Linked DNA regions of Rattus norvegicus: region 1 is linked to region 2. Evidence: chromatin contacts called from public Hi-C data. All regions are on one chromosome and are shown on one strand. Each heading gives the region's core, a stretch centred on a gene start, on an enhancer-like site or on the middle of the called end of the contact. The rest is flanking DNA. Distances are from core to core; before and after follow the strand shown. Region 1 has its middle 72 kb from the start of St3gal1. Region 2 holds the start of Ndrg1 (N-myc downstream regulated 1).

Evidence for each region. A called contact is a pair of places that touch in the nucleus more often than the background predicts.
Region 1: a contact with region 2 is called in a Hi-C map of mammary epithelial cells, with 4 times the contacts expected there. The contact joins the enhancer-like site here to the promoter of Ndrg1 in region 2. A contact is called at or near these places in 10 of 12 Hi-C or Micro-C datasets (the A7r5 cell line, the Rat2 cell line, Schwann cells and 6 more).

The regions. Positions count from the first base shown.
Region 1 is chr7:100,728,827-100,731,773 of GRCr8, forward strand. No RefSeq gene overlaps it. Among named protein-coding and RNA genes, the nearest start is that of St3gal1, 72 kb to the right of the region's middle. Within about 2 kb of position 1,590, at least 4 of the 93 cell types and tissues checked have an H3K27ac peak or open chromatin away from gene starts, as enhancers often do.
Region 2 is chr7:100,613,583-100,616,804 of GRCr8, forward strand. Ndrg1 (N-myc downstream regulated 1) reads right to left here and starts at 1,320. Exons shown (of 16, transcript NM_001011991.1): 1 at 1,200-1,320.

The DNA.
Region 1 (2,947 bases), core at 340-2,839, 120 kb after region 2:
GAGTATTGTGTGACAACCAACATGGTTCTGATTTACCTGCCAACCAGGTACCTGTACTTTGCTAGATGCTGTGCATTCAGAAGGAAAATCACCTCTAGTGTCTCTGCCTTTCCAGGTCCTCTGGGAGTGGAATGACAGGGTTGGGTGGAACCTTAAGATACAACGATCTTGCTTAAGCCTTCCAGTGTGTACTTTAGGTACGAAAGCGTTGAAGTGAGCACGTGGAAGCAGTCACCTTGAAGTCCCTAGAAATGGACATAGTTTGGATTTTTGGCCAATCTGTAGTCTTTCCCTTGTATTCTCTCTCATGTTTAAGGTACCATTCAGCGTTCTCCACCAAGTCCTCTCTGCCTTTGTTAGCACACAACTGCAACTGGGATGAGCTGCCTGGATCTCTGTTCTCTGATGCTGGGCTTCTTGTCCCTTGGGGTGTCTGTCTATGACCACCCCCACCCCCGCTCGCATCTTCTAAACCTTCTGATCAGCTTTAACCCAAGGCTGACCAAAGCAGACCTGCTGAGTTGTCACAAATTGGCTCTAAAACTAGGACAGGATCTCTGACATCAAGGAAAGATTTTGGAGAGGTGGCCTGTTGCCCTCAAGGATTCTGGAAGTTCTATCCCACCATTTATTTTCTTATTTATGATGTTGTTGGGCAATGAAACTCCACTGGTCAATGGACCTAGCATGGAAGTTGTAGGTATCAGATCTAACTGGAGACATTTGAGAGCTTATGAGCCATTTCCAGCTTCTTGTGCAGTGACCTGGAAGGCTATGGGCTGAAGGAGGTGAGGTTAGCAATATCTTTCATGACGGGCTGGGTCTCCACATGAGGGAGAGCCCAAAACCCTGAAAACTGCCCCCAAGAGAAACGAGTCTTGTTCTACGTTAGTGGAACTTGAAGCTTATTTCTTTTTGTAGCATTAGCCTGTCCCGGCCTGACAGATACCATAATCAGCTCTGGTCTTTGCTCTTGACTGTTATGAATAGGGTGACCCTGGCAAATAGCACTGCAGTCACAGGTGAACACCACTACCATCTCAGTCTCTTGGGAGAATTCGGGGAGGAACATGATAAGTGTTAGGCACATAGGAAATCTCAGAAAATCGCTGGCACATTGCTTCATGTCTACCATGTCATTTAATATCCTTTACAGAGTAGTAAACCATGATTCAGAGAGATCAAGCTCCCTCAGAGGCATATGGCTCAGAAATAATAGAAAGCAATGACCAAGTTTCAGGTCCAGGGGTCCCCATGAACCTGGGTTTCATGTGAATCATGGAAGGGGGACATCAAGGACATTTATTATCTTGTCCACACTGGCTGGGGACTTGGGCTGTCCCCTACTGGGTCCAGACCTGTTTTCTTGACTGGTTTACTCAATTGACTGACAGAGATAGAGATCTTATCAAAAGGGTGTTGCACTTGCTGGTGTCTAAGGCAAAAAGTCCTTTGAAAGTCTGACTTTGTTCACAGGTGTGTGCCTTTTCTCCTGTGGCTTTCAAAAGCTTCTGCATATCAGCTAAACTCAATCAGACATGATCTAAGGTGGCTCTGTTGCACCCTCTGGTGGCCACCACCACTGAACACTCTGGCTGGCGCTGTAAGCCAGGAGTCAGAAGGACGTGGGCAGCCCCGGGCTGGTTCTGTTTACTGCCTTAAACCATTGTGTAGGGCTCATGCCTAGAATTCTTCTGCTAGGAACACCACCTAGAGTCCTTGTCCTCCAGGTCCCAAATGCCATGATCAGTGTTCAGAACACAGTGACCCAGAGCTCACTTTTGATGTGCTTGCTAGCTTCACCCTCTGACACACTTCAAGTCGTCCTGAGTCTGCCTCTCTTCCTCAAGGTGCTATGCCTCATCAAATTAATGCATATGATGCCATAAGCAACGTACTTTCTTGTTTTTTATGGGTGTGACTGCTGTCTGGTTATCTGCCTGTCACCATGGCTTCCAACTTTCTCCTGGCAAAGTCCTATTCTTGCCCACAGTCATCTGCAGTGTCCCCCATGATCTTGTGTTAGATGAAGCAGATACTAAGCCTGCGTGTGCTCATTGCATAAACTGTAGCATCCCTTTTTCTTTTAGTCTATCTCTGGATGCAGGCTTTGACCACTGACTCCCAGGACCCATGGGTACCGCTGGTCCAACCAGGGCTCCTCTTGGGGGGAAGAAACCCTCCATCCCTGTGTAGACCCAGATCAATTTGAGCTCCTTGCTTGGGACAATGCTTCCACAAAGCTAGTCCAGATGCTGGAAAGTATGGAGGAAGAGTGTGGCAGAATCCAGAGGCAGCCCAGGAGGCCATGAAAGGAGGCTGGGCCTAGGAGTGTACAGCTGAGAAGCCTATGGAACTTTCCATTTCAACAGTATTCATGGAACCTTGACCTGAGAGCTCAAAGCAGACACCAAGATCTTTTGTTTTAGGTTTGTCACAGGTCAGGAGTACACCTGTGCTGAGATGATGAGGACCTGAGAGAAATGGCTTGACTCCCCAATTGTGAACCATACCTGCAGTGTCCGGGGACCCACAGTTCTGGCCTTTGGCACTTTCTCATCCATTTTGTTGTCCAATGACACCAACCAGAAAAGAACTCCTCTATCACTTTCACACATGTGAATTTCTGGTGCTTTCTCTGTGCTATATGGGACCGAGCCACTTGGTCTCATCAGCCTGACGCCAGCACCTGGCTGTCTATGTACCCCTGTGCTGGTGAACTGCAGGTGGGTCGATGTGGTTTGACTCAGTTTCAACCTTTGTACAGTTGTCCTCCATGTGCCACTGCATTCATGTACATCCCTGGGGACTGGTGGCCTCTCTAGCTCTTTCTTCTATTTTTTGTATAGTTGTCCCGCCTCAGATCACTCTCTCACCTGTCAGCAACTGTGATCCAGACTCAGGGCTTCAGAAACTGCAGCCTGACCAGGCTCCACTCCTGTGATCA
Region 2 (3,222 bases), core at 70-2,569:
AGAGCTGAAGGCTGTTCTAGGACACGGACCACTGGACTTCCCTCCCCCATCCGCTGTCCTCCCACATTAAAACCCAAGGGGCGGTACATGGGGGATCCATGATGACTGCCAGCATGGGCAAGAGACAGGGGAACACTGAAGGTGGCAGAGTAAGCAAGCCATCCACAAATCCTAGCTTCAGCTACTAATTTGACAGAGGCGGTGACAGCCTGTTTCCCCCGAGCCTGCAGCATTCTGCACGCCCCTCCCGAATCTCCCCTACAGGCTGAATCAGAGACCGCAACGGGTCTCCCGGGAACTGAGGAGCAGTTCCAGCTGCTCTCCCGGCTGGAACAGCAGGGAGGATCGCCTGGGAGAAAGAAAGGAGGGTGGGGGTAGGCGGAGGCGAAAATGACGACACTCGGAGCTCCAGCCAACTCTAGGGCTGCCAGATGCCCGCGCGACCCTAGAGGCACAAACCACCTCTCCCGCGCAGCCACATTGCCAACCCGGTACTACCTAGAGGGCCGCACCCTGCCTATGCTGCTCTCGCCGCCAACACTCGCTGTGGCGCGTGCAGCACGCGCCGGGACACACCCCGGACTCTCCCCAGCACACACATGTTCTCTCACACGCACAGCTTGGAGAGCACCGGGCTCTGCGACTGGATGGGAACCTTGGCTCAGATAACACTGTTTCGGGACCAGGCTTCACAGAAGACACACCTTCGCCCCCTTCTCCACACTCCCCGCCAAGTCTGCTCACCCTTTCTCATCCCCTGGATACACACACATGCCACAGTCGCTCTTTTCCTAGTCATCCCATCACCCATTCACACCCCTTCACACGCGCGAGCTCACACAAAGTGTCCCCTTGAGCCAAGTGGACAGTGGAGTCAGCTGTGGCTCGGGGTTAATGCCAGGAAGCGCGACCCAGGTATTCCTAGGCTCTCCGCCCCAACTTCAACCCCTCAATCCCACTTCCCCAGTTAGAGAGAAAGCTGAGACCCAACATGTCTTTTTCTGCCTTATAATAATTGAAACACGCTCCAAGGATGCCAGCGACCCCTCCGGCGCTGGCGCCACCGAAGACCACGGGTTGTGGTCTTCGCAAGGGCCACAAAGCACTGGCGGGGAATCCAGTAAAGTAGCACCCCGAAGACGAGTTTTCCTGAGGGTCCTTGTCTTGCCCCGGAGGTAAAAGGGGTCCGGAGGGCTTACCTAACCAGCAAGGAAGCACGGAAAGGAGCCAACAGCAAGGCTGAAGGTGCAGCGCCCCGCGGGAGGTGAAGAGAGGGAAGAAGATGGGTGAGCAATCTGCTGGCAGCTCGAGAGGGTAGCCTGGCAAGGTTTGTTTACGTCCGTGCGAAGGACGATTTAATAGGCGCCGGGGCCCCGCCCCCAGGGCCTCGCCCCTCCCAGACCCTCGGCTCCCAGCGCAGCAGGGGACGGGGACACACCCCTTTCCCCCGCCCGGCTCCCACTGCACCCTGCCTGGGCTGGGCGGGGCGGGTTGGAGCCGCCGCCTGTTGCGCAAGCCTTTGCAGGGGCGCGTCGGGAGAGACTGCCAAGCCCGCCCAAGCCCGACCTGCCGCTCCTCCCTGTGATCTGGTCTCGGGACCCCGGCGTGTGCGGCGGACGTGTGTGTACGGAGTGGTAGTGTATGTTCCCGTGCGCGCCCGTGCGTGTGCTTGCGGACTTCCTTGTGTCTCTCTGCCCGACCGCGTGGCCCCCATCGCCTCCGAGTTTCCTAAGCGTCTGCCCGCGCCACGCCCTTCTGGGCGGCAACCCCCACTTCCTCTGGGTCTCCACGTAGTCACTCCGGATCCCCATTTACTGCCTAGATACTAGACTTTCTCTCCAGGTTCCTTTCACGTTGCTTAGCTCCCTTCATTCTCGCCGATCCTGGCGCCCCACAGCTCCCTTTCTATCCTGAGATGACACTGCTCCAGCCTGCCCCGGCAGCAGTGAGCACTCTACACACTGCCTTTTGTGGTCCCCAGAACTTGAGTGGTGTTCGCTTTCCAACCACGGACCTTCTTCCTCTCATTGCTGTTCTAAAACCTTGGCCTGCTTGCCTGTTACCGGTTTCTCAGCCCTGGCCTACACCTGTGTGAGTCTCCAGGAAGCGTTTCTTAAGCAGGTAGCTATCCTGGCTGCACCCCAAAAGCAGCTTAGTCAGAGTCTCTGGGAATGTGCAGCGACGCTGGGGCTTTGAAAAAAAAGCTCGTCAGTGCGTGCAGCAAGATAGCTCATCTGGTAAAGACACTTGGCCTACCAAACCTGAAGACCTAAATTCCATGCCTGGAAACCACAAAGTGAAGAGAAAGAGCACACTGCCAAAAATTTTCCTCAGACCCCCACTCTCCCCATTCACACTAAATAAATAAATACTGCCCGGGTTGACTCTGATGTGAAGCCACGCTGAGAATCTCAACACCCAACACCAAGAAAACAACATTTTTATAGAGAGACTGAGTCACACCTACGCCCCATCCAGTCATTGTCTCAAAACCACCAGCTCAGCTCAACCTTTATGATCAAGTGGCCTTCCCCTCACCCTCCTACTAAATGTCGAGAGGCTCAGTACCCACTCTTCTTTACCCTCCAGTGTGCCTCTAGGTGCCCGAATCCTCACTCTTTTGGTCTATACATATCTAGGAAGCTGCTTTCTGAGCCTGCCCTGTGCTAAGGAACTGGGGGAGGAGGAAGTAAAAAGGGAAAGCTCTTTATTTTGAGAGCATAGCAAAACTGAGCTCCAAGATTTCAGTTTCCCAAGACATCCATACAAGATCGCTAAGCTGGGGACTGGGGATTTAGCTCAGTGGTAGAGCGCTTACCTAGGAAGCGCAAGGCCCTGGGTTCGGTCCCCAGCTCCGGAAAAAAAGAACCAAAAAAAAAAAAAAATCACTAAGCTGAGCTTAATTCAATCTGTAGTTGTCCTGAGCACCTACATGTTCAAGAGCTGCTGGACCCTAGGGCCATGAGAATGAACACTGGCAGATTTGGGAGCCATTTTGTTTTTTGATTAACAACACTCTTAGACTAAGCAGTCTGTCGCCCCATTAATAATCATTTTCCCAGAATCTTTCCTCACTTGTCTATCAACAAACATTTATTGAATACCTATAGTTTGTTATCTGTCAAAGAGTGTCAAATTTGAGATGCTGACAGAATTGCCAACTTCCCCAATAAATGTAGCCTCAGTGTGGGCTGGGGGTTGGGAGGGAGTACTTTGCCAGGA